6 separate regions of the Mus musculus genome follow, and all the other regions are linked to region 1. A link is a contact called in public promoter capture Hi-C data. All regions are on one chromosome and are shown on one strand. The core of a region is the stretch at or near the end of the contact, and the rest is flanking DNA. Distances in the headings are between cores, read along the strand shown.

What was found. Promoter capture Hi-C pulls out the DNA fragments that hold promoters and counts their contacts. Capture Hi-C pulls out chosen DNA fragments and counts their contacts.
Region 2: a promoter capture Hi-C map of liver shows a contact between it and region 1, with 3 times the contacts expected there. The contact joins the promoter of Ebna1bp2 here to the promoter of Rlf in region 1. A contact is called at or near these places in 3 of 39 promoter capture datasets (cranial neural crest, maxillary cranial neural crest and pre-B cells), 1 of 484 Hi-C or Micro-C datasets (uterus), 1 of 115 datasets of contacts at active chromatin or transcription factors (embryonic midbrain) and 1 of 9 other capture datasets (liver).
Region 3: a promoter capture Hi-C map of pre-B cells shows a contact between it and region 1, with 7 times the contacts expected there. The contact joins the promoter of Heyl here to the promoter of Rlf in region 1. A contact is called at or near these places in 3 of 39 promoter capture datasets (cranial neural crest, hippocampal neurons and pre-B cells) and 2 of 115 datasets of contacts at active chromatin or transcription factors (differentiating embryonic stem cells and large pre-B cells).
Region 4: a contact with region 1 is called in a promoter capture Hi-C map of liver, with 2.9 times the contacts expected there. The contact joins the promoter of Slc2a1 here to the promoter of Rlf in region 1. A contact is called at or near these places in 1 of 484 Hi-C or Micro-C datasets (uterus) and 1 of 9 other capture datasets (liver).
Region 5: a promoter capture Hi-C map of pre-B cells shows a contact between it and region 1, with 6 times the contacts expected there. The contact joins the promoter of Zfp691 here to the promoter of Rlf in region 1. A contact is called at or near these places in 1 of 39 promoter capture datasets (pre-B cells), 1 of 115 datasets of contacts at active chromatin or transcription factors (thymic regulatory T cells) and 1 of 9 other capture datasets (liver).
Region 6: a contact with region 1 is called in a promoter capture Hi-C map of pre-B cells, with 9 times the contacts expected there. The contact joins the promoter of Pabpc4 here to the promoter of Rlf in region 1. A contact is called at or near these places in 2 of 39 promoter capture datasets (cranial neural crest and pre-B cells).

The regions. Positions count from the first base shown.
Region 1 is chr4:121,213,731-121,216,430 of GRCm38.p6, forward strand. It overlaps Rlf (rearranged L-myc fusion sequence), which reads right to left and starts at 1,354. Exons shown (of 8, transcript NM_001346660.1): 1 at 1,105-1,354. The coding sequence starts at 1,341.
Region 2 is chr4:118,619,404-118,622,103 of GRCm38.p6, forward strand. It overlaps Ebna1bp2 (EBNA1 binding protein 2), which reads left to right and starts at 1,396. Exons shown (of 9, transcript NM_026932.4): 1 at 1,396-1,594; 2 at 1,679-1,762; 3 at 1,958-2,130; 4 at 2,667-2,700. The coding sequence starts at 1,529. It overlaps Cfap57 (cilia and flagella associated protein 57), which reads right to left and starts at 1,382. Exons shown (of 23, transcript NM_026789.5): 1 at 1,273-1,382; 2 at 846-1,007. The coding sequence starts at 1,002.
Region 3 is chr4:123,232,297-123,234,996 of GRCm38.p6, forward strand. Heyl (hairy/enhancer-of-split related with YRPW motif-like) reads left to right here and starts at 1,260. Exons shown (of 5, transcript NM_013905.3): 1 at 1,260-1,650. The coding sequence starts at 1,571.
Region 4 is chr4:119,107,478-119,110,177 of GRCm38.p6, forward strand. Slc2a1 (solute carrier family 2 (facilitated glucose transporter), member 1) reads left to right here and starts at 1,268. Exons shown (of 10, transcript NM_011400.3): 1 at 1,268-1,495. The coding sequence starts at 1,478. Gm52706 (a long non-coding RNA gene) reads right to left here and starts at 1,272. Exons shown (of 2, transcript XR_003955269.1): 1 at 300-1,272.
Region 5 is chr4:119,172,753-119,175,452 of GRCm38.p6, forward strand. Zfp691 (zinc finger protein 691) reads right to left here and starts at 1,443. Exons shown (of 2, transcript NM_001145936.1): 1 at 1,386-1,443.
Region 6 is chr4:123,281,486-123,284,185 of GRCm38.p6, forward strand. It overlaps Pabpc4 (poly(A) binding protein, cytoplasmic 4), which reads left to right and starts at 1,426. Exons shown (of 15, transcript NM_130881.3): 1 at 1,426-2,322. The coding sequence starts at 2,130.

The sequences.
Region 1 (2,700 bases), core at 104-2,603:
GACGAAGTTCTGGGTCAAAGAGTGGGATACAAATGAACTCAACAGAGACAACTAATTCTGCCCAGGACCAACAAAGCAGATTGCTCACTACTCCAACTACAACTTTCTAACTCCACAATCTTTTCAGCACTCAATTGCTCATTAAGAGTCCACGTACCAACATACCTCGATTATTTTCTATTCTCTAAGGTACTCCAAATGAGGAGCAAAGGGATGGCAGAAACCTGATAGTCTAAGTACCAGATGCAGAAACAATGACGGCAAGCATTTACACTTGGAAGACACTCGAAAACATAGAAAAAAAACTGCAACGTGGTCACGGAGACCAAACTTAAAATCACATCTGTCAGCATGTAGCCCCACAGATTGGGACCCGCACAGAAACGATCAATCACCCGACTGCCAAAGAGGCCATTCTCTATATCTCTCTCCCGACCTCTTCCACTCAGACTAATCTCCATTACAGAGCTACCAGGCTCCATTCCTAGTAGTACAACCAGCAGATGAATACAAAACAGGTCAAAGAATGGCATAAACATATCTTTTCACACCCGCCCACAGTGGCAAAAACAAACAAACAAACAAACACCCCACAAAAACCAATCAACCGGCTCAGTATTCCCTAATCAGAAAGCTCCAGACGCCATCCAAGACCAACCGTCGTATCTTAGGGAAGCCAAAAGATGTGACTTTAAAGATAAGTCTCTGGTCAGAGCCCACCTCTCCTGATTGTTCAGAAAAACAAGGTTTTTCAGTTTGGAGATCAGCACACCACTCAAAAAAAAAAGCATCTCCCTGCAGGAACTGGCAATCGATCCCTCAGGGGGGCAGTGGCGCTCCAACCACCCGGCCAGGACCCAGGCAACAGCGACAGGGCACAGCCCTTGCAGGGAGCTCTCTGGGCTCAGGACCGCCCAGCGCAATCCGCCCGGGCAGTGACTGAAGTCGGGTTACGGCAGAGCTGGGCCTGCCCGGCCCGGGGGCGCGGCGAGATACGGGGGTGGCGTTTTTCCCCGCGAAGCCCCCGGCTGTTGAGGCGGATCCCGAGTCTCTTCTCCCGGCCTCCCCGCCCCTCCACCCTCGGCCATCTAGTCCACCCCTCACCTGGCAGAAGCTCCGGCAGTAGCTCAAAGATGAGACCTCGGACACCTCCTGCTCCCTCAGCTCGGTCTCCAGCTGCCAGAGACACGGTCGTAGGCCCGGCGCTCCCGACGCCGGAGATGCAGGGCGATGACCCCGAGCCATGGACTCAGTCTCGACTTCGGCTCCCGCCACCGCCGGAGCCTCAGCCCCAGCCCCGGCCCCGGCGGCGGCCGTGGCGTCTCCCTTTCCGTCCGCCATCTTCCCACGGCCCAGCAGCGCGTAGGCAACCAAACCACGTGACTCCGCCTGGCCCCGCCCCCAATCGCCCGTGTTAGTGACGCACCCCCCTGGCGACGCTGGCGCCAACTTTATCCGTCACTAGGACGCCGAATGTTGGTCCTCTCAGAAGTCTCCACCGCAACCGCCCTAGCAACAGCCTAGCAACGGCGAGATTCTAGCGGCCCTGGGTTCTACAGGCCCTTCAGAGTCGAGGAGCGCAAAGGGCCTAGAGACAATGGAGATATGAGAGAGATGTCTGCGGAGCAGCGAACCGAAGAGCAAGGGAAAGGCAGCCCAGAAAGAAGCTCGGAGAAAAGCATCCCCGGTTGGAGGAAAATAAAGATTGTTAGGCCGACCTGAAAACAAACTGAAGGGAATTTGGTTTAAAATGGGAATGGCATTACTAGTCGCTGGAAAAAGGATTGGTCAAAATATATGGCGTTGAGACGATTCTACTAAAAAGGGGGGGGGGGGGACTTTTAAAAAGTTGTTTTCAAGACAAGGATTCCCTGTGTAGGACTAGCTGTCCTGTAACTCACATTGCAGATCAGGCTGGCCTCAAACTTAAAAGTTCACCTGCCTCTGCCTCCCAAGTGCTGCGACTGGAGGTGTGCAGAGACAGGCTGGATCTCTGTGGGTTAGAAGCCAGACTGGTATATAGAGCGAGTTCCAGGACAGCCAAGGCAAAGCCACTGTAATCCAGCACTTGAGAGACTGAGACAGGAGGATCATGAGTTCCAGGTATTAGTGGGAGGGGACAAGAAAGAAATGCAAAGAAGAACAGAGAAGAAAAGGGAGAATGGCAAAATGGTGTGGCTGGAGCCCAGTAGATGAAGTGGTGAAAACAAGAAAAAAATATGTATATATGTGTGTGTGTATATGTATATGTGTGTGTGTGTGTGTGTATATACACATACATTATATATATATATATATATGTATATATATATATATACATATATATATATATATATATATAAAATCCAGAACATAAGATGTTTGGTCTAGTATACAAATGAGGGATACCCTCACTTCAACTGGAGGAACTCTATAAACAATGGGTCTAGATGAAGGTAAATGTATAATTTGATAATGGGAGATTTGAGAGTTATGACCTAAATGTTGCTTTCCCCTCCATGAAATATGAGCCATTGTGCTGATTGGTCAGTTGTTTGTGACTTTAATACAAAACCAGAGTCACTTGGGAGGAGGGAACCTCAACTGAGAGGTGCCTCCATCCCACTGATCCCTGTAGGCATGTCCATGACATGTTTTGTTTGTTGACTGACGTGGGATGGCCCAGCCCACTGTGGGTGGTATTACCCCTGGGCAGATGGT
Region 2 (2,700 bases), core at 146-2,645, 2.6 Mb before region 1:
GAGATACCCCTTAGAACAAAATCTTACAAAAGTAACTGAAAAATTGGTAAAACTATTAACATAAAACTAGGGATATTCCAGGGGCTGGAGAGATGGCTCAGAGGTTAAGAGCACTGGCTGTTCTTCCAGAGGTCCTGAGTTCAATTCCCAGCAACCACATGGTGGCTCACAACCATCTGTAATGAGATCTGGTACCCTCTTCTGGCCTGCAGGTATACATTCAGGCAGAAAACTGTATACATAACTCTTTAAAATAAGTAAATAATCCGGGCAGTGGTGGCATACACCTTTAATCCCAGCACTTGGGAGGCAGAGGCAGGCAGATTTCTGAGTTCGAGGCCAGCCTGGTCTACAGAGTGAGTTCCAGGACAGTCAGGGCTACACAGAGAAACTCTGTCTCGAAAAACCAAAAAAAAAAAAAATGTTAAAAGGTTATTTGTCACTTAAGATAAAAATTTCAGCGTCTCCATCAGACATGGGTTCAATGAAGGTCATGTACTCTCAAAACCGTTAGACTCAAAAGAAGGTTCTGGTGAGGACAAACACAACTGCAGGAGAATACAAGAAAAACACTGTTTAAAGTAACTCTTCTCTGGAGTCATTGTGGAAAAGTACTTTTAAAACGTGTGTTATTTTACCTGTCATTTTGGCTACTTGTGTCACGTTAATCTATGATTAAGTAGTGTAAATGGCCATTTATTTTGTTTACATTTATAAAAATATGTGGATAACCCAGTTATCAAAAAAAAATCTTCCCAATCGTTGAGATTGTGCGGTTTTGTGTAGCACATGCCTTTAATGTATGTGTCAGAATGGAAAAGGTGGTTTCTTTTTTTCTTTTTTACCTGCAATGAATTTTTGCCATTTCTGATCTATATTGTACTTCACACAGTGATTTCCTGAAGGAAATATAATGATCTGTTCATCGAAGAAGAAGACATTGTTGGTCACGTGAGGCCGAAGACCAAAAACATGAAGCGCCTGAGCTACCACGGTGGACATGGTACCTGTCAAAAAGTATTGCAAAAGATGAAGAAAGAGGCAAGTAGGTGGGAGTGAAGCCGAGCAGCGCATCTCCCTTTCCTGCCCCGCCCCGCCCCGCCCATGGCCCCGGCCCGCCCCTCCCTGACCCCGCCTCGCCCCTCCATCGCCCCGCCCCTAGGCTCCTCTTCCTTTCCACCCCACCCCCGGGGCTCTTTCCGAGCCTTTCCTTCCTCTCCTGCACTCCCACCGCCCTCAGATCCTTAGGAGGACCCCAAAGAAACTATTTACCTCTTGCTTCACGGCTCTGGGTTACTAGACTACGTAGGGATCAGTAGGTGCTCTTCCTAAAGATCCGAAGCAATCCGGGCACGCCCAAACGCTAGAGCAGTTCCTATAGCAACGAGAAAACCGGAAGTGCGGCTATGAACCCGGAAGCGGAAGTCCCTGTTGAAAAGGCAGAGGCTTGTGGAGAATTTGTTGGCGGTGGTGCTGCTTGTGGGCACGTGGAGTGGCAGCCGAACCTCGCGGGGCGGAAGGCCGCGAGATGGACACCCCTCCGCTTTCAGAGTCGGACTCGGAGTCGGATGCGTGCCTGGCCTCAGATCAAGAGGTAGGCCGCAGCGGAGCTAGCGGGGCAGGGGCTGGGACGGGGACTTTATTTAGCTCTTTGGTACTGAGGCTCCCCGGTCTGTAGTTGCAGGATGCGTTTTCCCGCGGACTCCTGAAGCCAGGTCTCAATGTCGTGCTAGAGAAGCCGAAGAAGGCAGTGAATGACGTGGTGAGCTCGTGCGAGGGTCGGGGTCCTTGGAACAGGATGCGCACAAGCGCTGTGCCTCTTGGGAGACCGATTCTGGTGGGAAAGATGCACCCTGCGCTGCGGTCGTCATCCTGTGCGGATATTTGAGCATAGGACTTTGGGTTTCTGAGAGTCAAACTCGCGGTTCTCATGAGCGCCTTGTCTGACTTAACCTAGAGTGGCCTGAAACAGTGCTTGGCTGAATTCAGACGGGATCTGGAGTGGGTTGAAAGGCTCGATGTGACCCTGGGTCCAGTGCCAGAAGTCAGTGAGACTCAGCCAACACCTCAGAACCAGGACCAGAAGAAAGGCGTTAATCCAGAAGACGACTTCCAGAGGGAAATGAGTTTGTATGTTTGTTATGGGTCCTGCGATGGAGTTACAGGAAGGGGGTCTTAGTGTGTCTGCAACCTCAGAGGCACTGGGCGGGGTTAGCACGAGCGTGCGAGTGGATCTAGCGGGTTCCTCTGGTGGAAAGAATAGGTTCTTGGTCGCCGTTTAACCAGAACCCTGCTCGAGGGATGTTTCAGAATAATTCATTTGAAGCTTGTGTGGGTGCCTCCAATCATTAGAACACACTTTGCCTAGGGAATGTTATGAGTGCTCTTTCTGTAATGATTGGGAAACAGTTCATAGTCTGCGCAGTATTTAATAAGCTCGTTGTTTTAAACTGACTTGCTCTTGGAAGTATTTTCCCCTCGTAAATAAACATAAAGTGAGATTTCAGTTATATGTGCAATCAGTGGAGTTTTAGTTGGTGTGTCTGTCTTATCTTGCCAGTGCTGGTGGGATGTGATAGCTCTGAGGTTAGGTAACTTCTGAGAGGCAGTAAGAAGACATGAGCGCCCTTCCCCTCCCCTCATTACACCCTGTCCTGTAATGTCAGCTACCGGCAGGCCCAGGCAGCAGTGCTTGCGGTA
Region 3 (2,700 bases), core at 10-2,509, 2.0 Mb after region 1:
TTTCTCTCTCAGCCAATCACATAGAGCAAACAAGTATCTGCCTTTCTAGGAAATGCCTAGTGCACACATTGGGCACTCTTCACACTGGTTGAGGTTCTCACTGTTTTGGCAGGTGCCCACAGAAATTATGTGAGTGCTGAGGGCATTTGGAACAGGAGAATTGGTGCTTGCGGCTGCGGTGGCCAGCAGAGTTTCCTGATGGCGACCGTTCATGCCAGTCCTATCTGGTCATCTATGAGCATGATAAGTTTCTGTGCTTGGCCAAGTGGTTACGTGTGGGTCTGAGTGGCAAGAGGCCTGTTCTTTCCCATCAGGAAGTATCTGCAAGCAGAGCTGACTATGGTGAAAGTGTGTGTAGTCAGCTTCAGGTGACCAACCCCACTTCCCTACACCAAAAGCTGGCTTTCTTTTGTGCCTGTCCCAGTGAGCAGAACAAAGGGAGAGGACTCCTCTGGTGCCCTGCCCACCACACCCACCTCCACCATCTCCCTGCCGCCCCTGCAAGAAGTTTGCTCTCCTCCCTCAGCTTCCCTCTGCACTTCTCTGCGTACGATGACCTGGGAGGATGGCAGCTGAATCTCTAGGCACAAGGACAGGAACTCTCACTGACTAAATAGTTGTCTGTGGTCAGACAGGCTCCCCCAGAAAGAGAAGCCGAAGGCTCCTTTCCTCTCTTCCTCTCCCTGGTGCCTGCCAGGACAGCTGTCATTAAATGAACTGGGGTGACTCCCAGGGATACCCCACCAACCACCACACCCTACCTACCTTCTCCATTCCTGTGCTCCCTCCCACAAGTCAGAAGCTCAAAGATCTTGGCCACTGTAAAGTCAGCACTTGGGATGCAGAGGCAGGAGGGTCAGGGATCAGTAGTTCAAGGTCATCTTCTGCTACACATCAAGTTCAATGCCACTTTGGGTTCTATGACCCTGTCTCCCCTCCTCCAGCCTTCTCAGCTGGCAAGCAGCAGCCACCCCTTTGGGGGTTCACCAAAGGACTTCGAAGTTCTGAGCATCCCACAGTGCACGTAGCTTCCCCAATACACACACACACACACACACACACCACAAACTTTGGTCCCCTATAGAAGGAGTGACTGAAGAATTACTTCCAAGGGGTCACAGGCACCCCCAGTAACCTTTCCAAACCTATCTGCCCTCCCTGCATGCCCTGGAGCAGGAAGGTACAGGTCTGACCCTTATAAAAAGCTGAGGCACTGCAAAGCGAAGTCTGTCGCACAGAACTAGGGACAGATCCGGATTCTCTGGGCTTCCCCGTGGGGCCTCCCAGGGCACCTGCCCAAGGCCACCCAGAGCGCCAGCCCAGGCAGCGCCGGTGGAGCGGAGCCGGACCTCCCAGCGGCCGATGGGGGCGGTGACCGCCCGGGGCCTTCCCACGGTTCGGTGGCGCGTCACCGCGGGGGCGAGGGGGCGCCGGGGCGCCCCGGGCTGCGGTGCAGGAAAGGGCCCTGGGAAAGGGCGGCGTCGGCTCCCGGGCCGGGGCGGGGCTGAGGCGGGGCCCAACAACCAACTCCAGGGATCGCAGGGCTGGGACCCCGCAGCCAGCTTTCGGCATGAAGCGGCCCAGGGCGCCCAGTGGCTCCGACGGCGAGTCTGATGGACCCATCGATGTGGGTCAAGAGAACGATCTTAGGTAAGACAGGGTGGAGCGAGGGCCGTCCGGGGGTGAGAAAGTCCAGCACACTCAAGTTTGTGCGCAGCCCTCAGGTGTCAGCCAAGATGCGGGGGCGTGTGCAGCGACTCCAGTGCGTCCATAGCACCAATGCGGCAGATTCCTGAGTACCCTGAACCATAACACCCTGAACCAACTATGGTTCAGGGAGCTGGGATGGGAGGACAGTTCAGCTGGAGGATATTCTGTCGTTTGGCTACCCCCAGGGACGCCCCTGAGAAGTTTTCCTGCAGACCTAGGAAACCTTCATAGATGTAGATACCGCATTCCATTGCCCATAGTTTGTCTACTATGAAGACTTCTGTACTTTTCCAATTTCACTCTTCTTTGGGAACAGTTTTCACATAGTACACAAAAGGACTGGGGGCTGTGTCCTTTTCGCTTTGAGCATACTGGGATTTGTGTTTAGGTACTGAGGGAAATAATAGCCAACTTGCAAAAGCCTAGACTCCAATCTTCAGCACCCCTTCCACCAAACCACCAAGCCGCCAATGCAGTTTCTTTTTTGTTAAATAATCTAACTTCTAACCTGTGGAACAAACTGAACTTGTACAATCCTTGCTACCTATCAGCTCGGTGACTCCATAAGCTTCAGTTTTCTGGTCTATAAAATGGGTATACATGATGAAGCTAGCTTCATAGCGGGTGTAGACATCAAACGGAAGAATGTCAAGGCCTTAGCAGTAGTTCATGGTGAGTGCTTAGTGGTGTCAGGCTCTAAGTCTCCAGGCCTTGCCACCCAGCCCACAACCGCCACCAACTCACCTTAGAGCTTTTCCTTTCCTTCCCTTTCTTCTTTCCATTCTTCCTCCCCCTCCTCTTCTTCCTTCTTCCTTTTTCTTCATCCACTGCTAGGGATTGGATCCAGATCCTGGTGCATGCTACCCAAGTGCCCTGTCACCATGCAGTTCTGAGCCTTCGGTTCCCCTGCCTAGGCCTGTTTCCACATAGAGAAGAGGATGCGAATGGAAAGAAAAGGAACCGGCCTCTGGAGCAGGTGTCTCTCTTGCT
Region 4 (2,700 bases), core at 18-2,517, 2.1 Mb before region 1:
CCGTCCGTCATAGAGGAGAAAAAAGATGGCTGATTGGTGACTTGTTGGCTGAGATATAGGCATGCAGTTCTATAATGGGGGCGACTGAATTTGTGAACTGGTACCCTAAGAAAGGGCCTGGGAGACCAGGCTTGGGCCTTGTTCCAGCCCTGCATCATATGTATTGAAGGAAAGAAACAGGTCCAGGGTTGGAGAAAGCAAGAGCAGAGGAGGCAGGTCTTGCAGTCAGCAGAAGAAACTCGGGGGGGGGGGGGCAAAGTGGTGATCAGGAGAGAGGAGAAGGGGAACCCCAGACTCACCAGTTCCACATGCTTTACTTTTCAGGGGTCCATGCTCAATTAGGGTGCCCTCCTAGGCCAGCACCTGGCACACAGCTCAGCTTCCTGTCTCTAACAGAAAGTCATTTCTCCCAGATCCCCCCTTCAGGTGAACCTAGATGGGACATGGACTGGAGGGACCACAGAGGCTATTGACTGTCCTACTCACCACTCCAGGAGCTCACCTGTAATTCTCATAGCCCAGGGTTTGATAACAAATCTCATTTTATCCAGGAGAAACCCGCTGCTCATTGGCTGGGAGCTTGCCCAGGACCAGCTAGAGGCGGTTTATAGGTGAGCTGGTTCAATGCCAAGGTGTTCTATGTCCTTAACCATTTAGACACCCAGCCTCTCTGGTCTTCACACTTAGGTGTCACCATAAAGTCAGAAATGGAGGGAGGTGGTGGTTTTACAGCTTAGAGAAGTGGTGGGCATGGTGTCTAGGAGCAAAAGAGGAGCTTGGCCTTGGGCACAGGAACACGGAGCAAGGAGAGAGAATTCAGCTTCGGAGCCAGACCTCCCGTGGTCTCTCTAATGAACTTAATGCCACTTTACACATAACACACGCGGTTGTAAACACCATCCAAATACTAACTCGTTTAATCTTCCTAATAACCCAGGAGGTTGTACTATTATTATGACTAGTCTACCAAAGTTATCCGGCAGCCTAGTGAGGAAGCCAGAGTCCTAGCGCTGGCTTACAGCCCCGCACCAAGCGCTACCATTTTGCTAGTGGCCATTGAGACTCAGAGAGGTGTGCAAACCAGCTCAGAGCCACACAGCGAGCGCCCCCAACGGGTGCCCCGCACACCCTGGGACTGCAGGTTCTAGCATCCAGAGCCAGACTGTGGTCAGTAGCCCTCCGTCCCTCCCCACCTCCCCACAGAACCACGCCTCTCAGAGTCCCGCCCCGGACGTGCTCCCCAGGCCCCGCCCCCTTCGGGCCCACCTACACCCCAGAACCAATGGCGGCGGTCCTATAAAAAGGCAGCTCCGCGCGCTCTCCCCCAAGAGCAGAGGCTTGCTTGTAGAGTGACGATCTGAGCTACGGGGTCTTAAGTGCGTCAGGGCGTGGAGGTCTGGCGGGAGACGCATAGTTACAGCGCGTCCGTTCTCCGTCTCGCAGCCGGCACAGCTAGAGCTTCGAGCGCAGCGCGGCCATGGATCCCAGCAGCAAGGTGAGTAACGGGGCTGGGAGTCCCGGGTAGGGATGTGCTGCCGAGCGCGGGCCGGGGCGCCTGTCCGAGTCCCCGCTTCCTCACGCAGCCGCCGCGCGCTTCACGCGGTCGGGGCGGGGGCCGCGGATCAGGGGCCCAGGCGCCGCACGTCGCGCACGACCTCGGCGGCTCCTCCCGCGCGGGGGAGGGGGCCGGAGCGCGGCGCCCATTGGCTAAAAGAGCCGAGCCCCCGGCCGGGCCCCGGCTAGGAGCGGAGGAGGCGGGACCCGCCCGGAGCCCGCGCCGCGCCCGGAACCCGGGCCATGGGGGTGGCCAGGAGGAGAAGGCACTTCCTCCAGGCCAGGGTCGGGGGCTGACGAGCTCTGAGGACCTCACGATGCGCAGTCCTCCAGGGATGTGGGGCCTTTCCCCGGGGCAAGCTACTGACTGGATAAGATCTCTCTTCACCTGTGATCAGGCTTGCCCTGTATGGGCCGGATTTACGGAACCCCTCCTGGATGTGCGACATTGTTTCTTTCTTGTCCCGCCTTTGCTTTGTGTAGAGTTAGTTCTAGTCCCTTTTAAATTAAAATAAAATTGGATTTTCCCGTCTTAGTATGTAGGAAGGCTCAAGGATGCGCACTTTCACGCCCCCCCCCCTTTACCTGTTTAAAGTTAAGAACAGTGCGAGCATGTGTTAAATCCCTGGCTGCCTTTACTGGGCAGTGGGGGTGTTTTGGTGGAACTCAGGAAAGGAAGCTCCAGTTGACTCCGGATGGTCGTACTGACAGTCTCTGCAGGGCCACAGTGATAGAGATAGAATGTAACTAAGTATAAAGACAAAAAAACAAAACAAAACAAAAACCAACTGAGGCCCGGGAGTCTCTCAGATGCCACTTAAACTCCGAACTTTGGTTTTTCCGCGTAAAACTTTTCTCTCAGACCTAGGTTAATCTCCGTCTTTCAAATTCCTTGGATTTTGCTTTTGTTTCGGAGACATCATCCCCTAGCCCTGTCTGCCCTAGAGTTCATATGTAGACCAGGCTGGCCTCAGACTCACAGAGATCCGCCTGTCTCTGCTTCGCGAAGGCTGTAAGCCCGGGTACCACCACACTCCGCTTGATATTTATTTTTTGAGCTGATAAGATGAATATTCTGAGTAGAGAAGAGGGTAAAAAAAAATCAATGCTCGTTGATCACCTGGCTCATGGCTAAACTGCTTTTTA
Region 5 (2,700 bases), core at 193-2,692, 2.0 Mb before region 1:
TGACTCGGTAGGTAAAGACACTACCGACCAAGTTGAACATAATATGCAAGGTTAAGTTCCAGGGAACAGGCAGTACATACACCCATTCTTTCTGGCCAGCACTGCATATGGCATATTACACAGTAGCCCATAACAGCTCATATTTTTTAAAGGTCCTACAGAGCACTCGACCTAGGGCTAAGCGGTCCAATGCACCATCTCAATTCATTTTTACAGCACCTCTGCCTCCCGAGTGCTGGGGTTGAAGGCATGAGCCGCTACATCTAGCTCAACTATTAATTTCTCATACTTACTTTAGAAATGATGAAACTGAAACTCTGAGAAATCAAGTCACGTGCCTAAGAGCACACAGTAGGTGGCAAAACTGAAGCCCAAGTTGATTCCTCCAAAGCTGAGGTTTTTAACCATTCCACCAGGACTGGAGGTAGAGACGGTGCTACGGCACTTAGGAAATGAGAAGGCACCTCTCTGAAGAGGGCAGGGAGGGAGCTTCACTGAAGAGGTGAAATTTAAACTATGACTTGCAAAATAGACAGATGAGCAGGACCAAGGCTGGCAGAGACGGAGAGTCCATCCCTGACTGAAAAGGCAGTGTGGAAATAACACAAAGTCACCTTGCATTACAAAGATCGGAGGGAGAAGAGACCTAGTGCATGTGGGGTTTTCTTCCTCGGAGCTCAGCAGCACAGAGTCGCCAGCAAGAGTGCGGAGGAGGGATGAGTTCTAAGAACAAGGCAAGAAGATGAGGCTTGGTGATCACAGACGATGAAGGACAAGAGCCTGGATTAGAAGGAAGAGACCAAGCTGGGGTCCGAAAGATTAAAGTTCTAGATCCGGGTTCGAGTCAAGGGTACCGGGAGTAACTTGGAAGGACCGGGGACAGAGTGTGAAAAATTAAGGAAGCACTCACCGGAGCTACATAGCGATTCAGAGACGGATCATCAAAGGAGCCAAAGAATCTGAGGTGGCCTGGGAGAGGGGACAAAGGCTGCAGCAGTGTCCAAAGAGCCTAGTTAAGTGGGGAAGGAGGATAAAGCTGGAGGAGTCAGCTGGGAAAGCTGAAGGACGAGAGTTGGGTTCAGAGATGTCCATGAGGTTGGGACTGGAGCTGGAAGAGTACAAGGGGCGACTCTAAAGACACGGTGTGTGGGAGGGGCATGGAGTGGTCCAAGGCCAACAGTAAGGCAGGGAGGGTAGTAAGACTGGGTCATCCGAGGACTGGGGACGTGATCGCAGCGGAGGGACACACGGTACCCGGCGGCCTTTGGGACTCGCAAAACAGCAACTTCCCAAACATCAGCCTTCAAGGCCTTCGCAAGAGCGAAGGGGCCAGGCTCGAAGCGCCCCGTGCCTCGCGTTCGCCTCCCCCATAACCCCCACGTCACCTCTACACAGCCGCGACCCACTTCACTCCCGCGGCTCGGTCAGGGACAGCGGCGCCTCGGTGGGCGGGGGAAGGAGCCGGAGCCGGAACCCAGAGAGGATCCGCCTTCACAGCGTTCGGATTGGATCCTGGGAACGTTCTTCCTCTCTATTGGCTATACTAACTGTCACACTGCACAAGACCTAGTAGGACGGCCAATAAACATTGGTTTAGTGCGCGGCATGCTGGGAGTTGTAGTTCGGAGGTTTGCTTCGCTGAAAACATTTGCCCAGTTCAGAACTCAGCGGTGAAGCTGTCATCACTTCTAAGGTCATCAGGTTTCTTTTCTTTTTGTCTTTTGAAGCGGTGGCCCTCGATAGAAACCTCGCAGTTCATTTAAAGTTTATAGTTTAAAATTAAAAGGACATGTACCAGGAAAGGAATTTAAAAATAAAGTAGTTCGATCTCTTTGTCCGAGAAGCTAAGTGTCCTCTCCCAAGGAATGACCTCCAGCCAGGTCGGCCAGTGGCCCAACGTAGGTTTTGGTTTTTTTTTTCTGTGTCCTATGTGATCCTGTTAACCCAAAAGTCTCGCATCAATCTGGATATAATAGACCAGTAAGTTATCCAGAGATGGTTTTTGTTTGGTTGGCTGGTTGTTGTTTTTCCCAGATTTTATTTTGAAGAACAATAAAGATTAAGAACTTGAAAGATAAAGAGGATAAAGAAAGTTGATGTGTAAGCTAACTACGAGCTTTTCCTGTTTGTGTGGTCTTTCAATGGTTGTCTTTGTAGCTGGTAAAGCTTTAGAGCTAGTGATGACCCGGTGATTAAGAACACTTACAGCTCTTTCAGGGGACCTGGATTCCCAGCGCCCACATCAGGTAGTTTATAACCACCTGTAACTCCAGATCCAAGGGATCCAATGCCCAATTCTGGACAATTTGAGAACCTGCACACAAGAACACACACTCACACACACACACACACACACACACACACAAAATCAGGAAAGAAAAAAGAGAGGGTCAAGTTTTATAATCCCACCTCTCTCCTCTATAAAATTCCTAGCACAACTATTGTAAGGATATAAGGACTGAGTGGATAGACAGACAGTCAGACAAATAGGCAGACACACAGACAAACATTTCCTGCTTCTACAAATAGCTCTATTCTCTATTGGTAAATTCTCTCAATAGGTAAGACTAGCATGAGTTAGTTAGCCAATAGGATTGGCTACTCAAGCAATTATGTTTGGAGCTGAGGATGTGTGTGACGTGTAAGTATCTATTACACACTATTAGTTTATAAATTGATAAAAATAAAACATCAAAAGTC
Region 6 (2,700 bases), core at 176-2,675, 2.1 Mb after region 1:
ACTAAAGGCGTGCGCCACCACGCCCGGCTTTTTTTTTTTTTTTTTTAAAAGACCGGTCTCACTATGTAGCCCTGGCTGGCTTGGAACTTGCAATATCCATTTGGTTGGTCACAAATACTCAGGGGGGATCGGTCTCCCAAGTGCTGAGACTAAAGGTGTGAGTCACTACACCTAGCAAGGCTTCTTTATTTAATATAGTCACCAGAAATTATTCTCAGAGGTAAGGAGGGACTCTTACTTGTATACCATGGTAACCATGGCAACCATGGCATCTGCTGGGGGGGGAGCTCTGATTAGCCATTTATTGGAATGAATTGATTGATTAAATACTTATATTTCCTCAATTGTTTGCTTCAACCAGTAGACGAGTATCTGTCTAGCTTTTGCTAATTTCTGGTTTGAGTGAATATAAGGATAGAAAAAAAAATGGTCCCTGGCACTTATGGAGTAAGGAAATACTGCTATAACTCCACATATTTAGTCTCATGAGATAACATGATCTTCAAATGGTCAGTGAAACCTTCATTTGGGTAAAAAGTCAATGATTACCCTTCATCATCTAAGCGTAAACTCTTAACTAGCGTTTACATAGTAACAAAAACATTGTTTCACATGCACAGATGCATTCTCTTTGTGTTGTGCCATGAGTCGCCACGAGATGCCTTGTAAGGACATCACTAGAGATAGCTCCCTTATACAAGAACCATGAGCCCAAATACACCTTTCTTCTCCTCTTCTCCTTTTGCACAAACTAAGCTGTAGGCGTGCCACCAGAACAAAACAGGAGCGGACAGTCACGTTTTGTTTTATAAAAGCTTTGGCAAGATTTGTTCATCTTTTCAAAAACAGTCTCATCACCTAAGATACCACCACCATTTCTAATGACCTCCAAAATCCAACCTCAAGGTTATATGTTCTTAAAACTTTCGTATGTCTTACGTATTCAGCTCAACCATGTATTGGGCCACCTAGTAGCTGTACTTTAGCATCCCTTTGTGTAGATTTGGGCATTTCATGGATGTTTTAAACATTATACCTGCGTGTGGGTCTTGGGGAGGACATGACTCAATCCATACACTGCAGAAAGAGAATCATACAGGTGCGTGCTGCTGGTCCTCCAAACGCAAGGGGACGCTGTGACACCTTGCGGGCGGCTCCAGGTCACTCTGGTGTGACTGCCCCGCCTTGGGCCCCCGGGGCAGAGTGGGCGGGCACGACTGCGCCCAGGTCTCGAGGCGCCCTTCGACCAGCAGCGCCCGGGGCGGGAGGGTATAAATGGAGCGGTGGCGGCTCCAGCCGCCTCTCTCCGCCCCGGGTCGCAGCCATCAGTGTTGCGTTTGGGCTCAGCACGCCTGAAGCAGAAAAAAGAAAAAGCTTAAAAAAAACACAAAAGCCTCAAAAACCTTAAAAAAAAAAAAAAGAAAAGAAAAGAAGAGGAAAAAAAAAAGCAAAAGGGAAAAAAAGAAGAAAAAGAACCAGACAGCGACTTGTGCTGGGAGCCCGTGGGGAAGTGACTTTCACAGCTTCCGGCCTGCCTGTCCGTCAGCGTCTGTCTGTCCGTCCGGTGGTGAGCCATCCCCCTCGGCCCGGCCCGCCCCTGCACGCCTCTGCGCCGCGTGGCAGCCCCGCGCCCCGGCTGGCCGCACCACGTGTCCGCACTGCCCTTCGCCGGCACCCGCAAAGATTTGGTTTCCCCCTTCCTGGGCTGCTGTAACTGTAAACCGCCGGGAGTCCGGGGCCTATATTTATCACGAAACGCGTGTTCCCAAGGCGGCCGTGAGCGCAGCATCTGATTGCCTCTTGAAAATTTTTTGCCCCCTTTACGAGGGGATTTCCTACTTTAATTTTTATTTTTTAAGCCTCAAGCCAGGACAGCTGGAGAGTACAAACTCCAGGAGCGGGCCATATTGTTTTTGAGAGCCTTTTGTCTTGGGGCTTTTGCAGTCCCGTGCAAGTCGTCCCGCACACGGGTCCCGGCTCGGAGCCTCCCTGCTCCAGCCTTCTCCGGCGTCGCTGGTGCCACCTGTGCGCTGCGGCGCGTGCCATAGCTCCTCGGAGCCCCTTTTGTCCTGCAGTAGGCCTTGTTAGAAGTCCTCCTGGCGGGGCTCGGGGTCGTGGGGGGTGGGGAGATGAACGCTGCAGCCAGCAGCTACCCCATGGCCTCCTTATACGTGGGCGATTTGCACTCGGACGTCACCGAAGCCATGCTGTATGAAAAGTTTAGCCCTGCGGGGCCTGTGCTGTCCATCCGGGTCTGTCGCGATATGATCACCCGGCGCTCTCTGGGTTATGCCTACGTCAACTTCCAGCAGCCAGCTGACGGTGAGTAGTAGCGGTGTGCACACATTCGGGAGATTCCTGGGGACCTTGGGAATCCTGAAGGCGGAGGCCAAACTGCCAGGACCGGGGAACATAACAGCATGTTGCCTGAGAAGCCTTGGGTGGAAGCAAAATGAGCCAGGCATGTGGTCATGACCCTGGCTTCAGTCTCCCACCACTTGCTAACCTGATGACCTTGGGCTACTGGGTGGGGGTGGGGTAGAGCAGGGGTTGGAACCCAAGGAGATTTGTGTAATTCGGGATCCGAATAAAGGGACTTGGGTATTCTAGTGTGTCTAGCCCCACTCAGGTAGAAGTGGGTCTGGCACTCAGTGCATTGAAATGACACCTGAAAGTGTAGGTTGCAAAACTGGGGGCTCT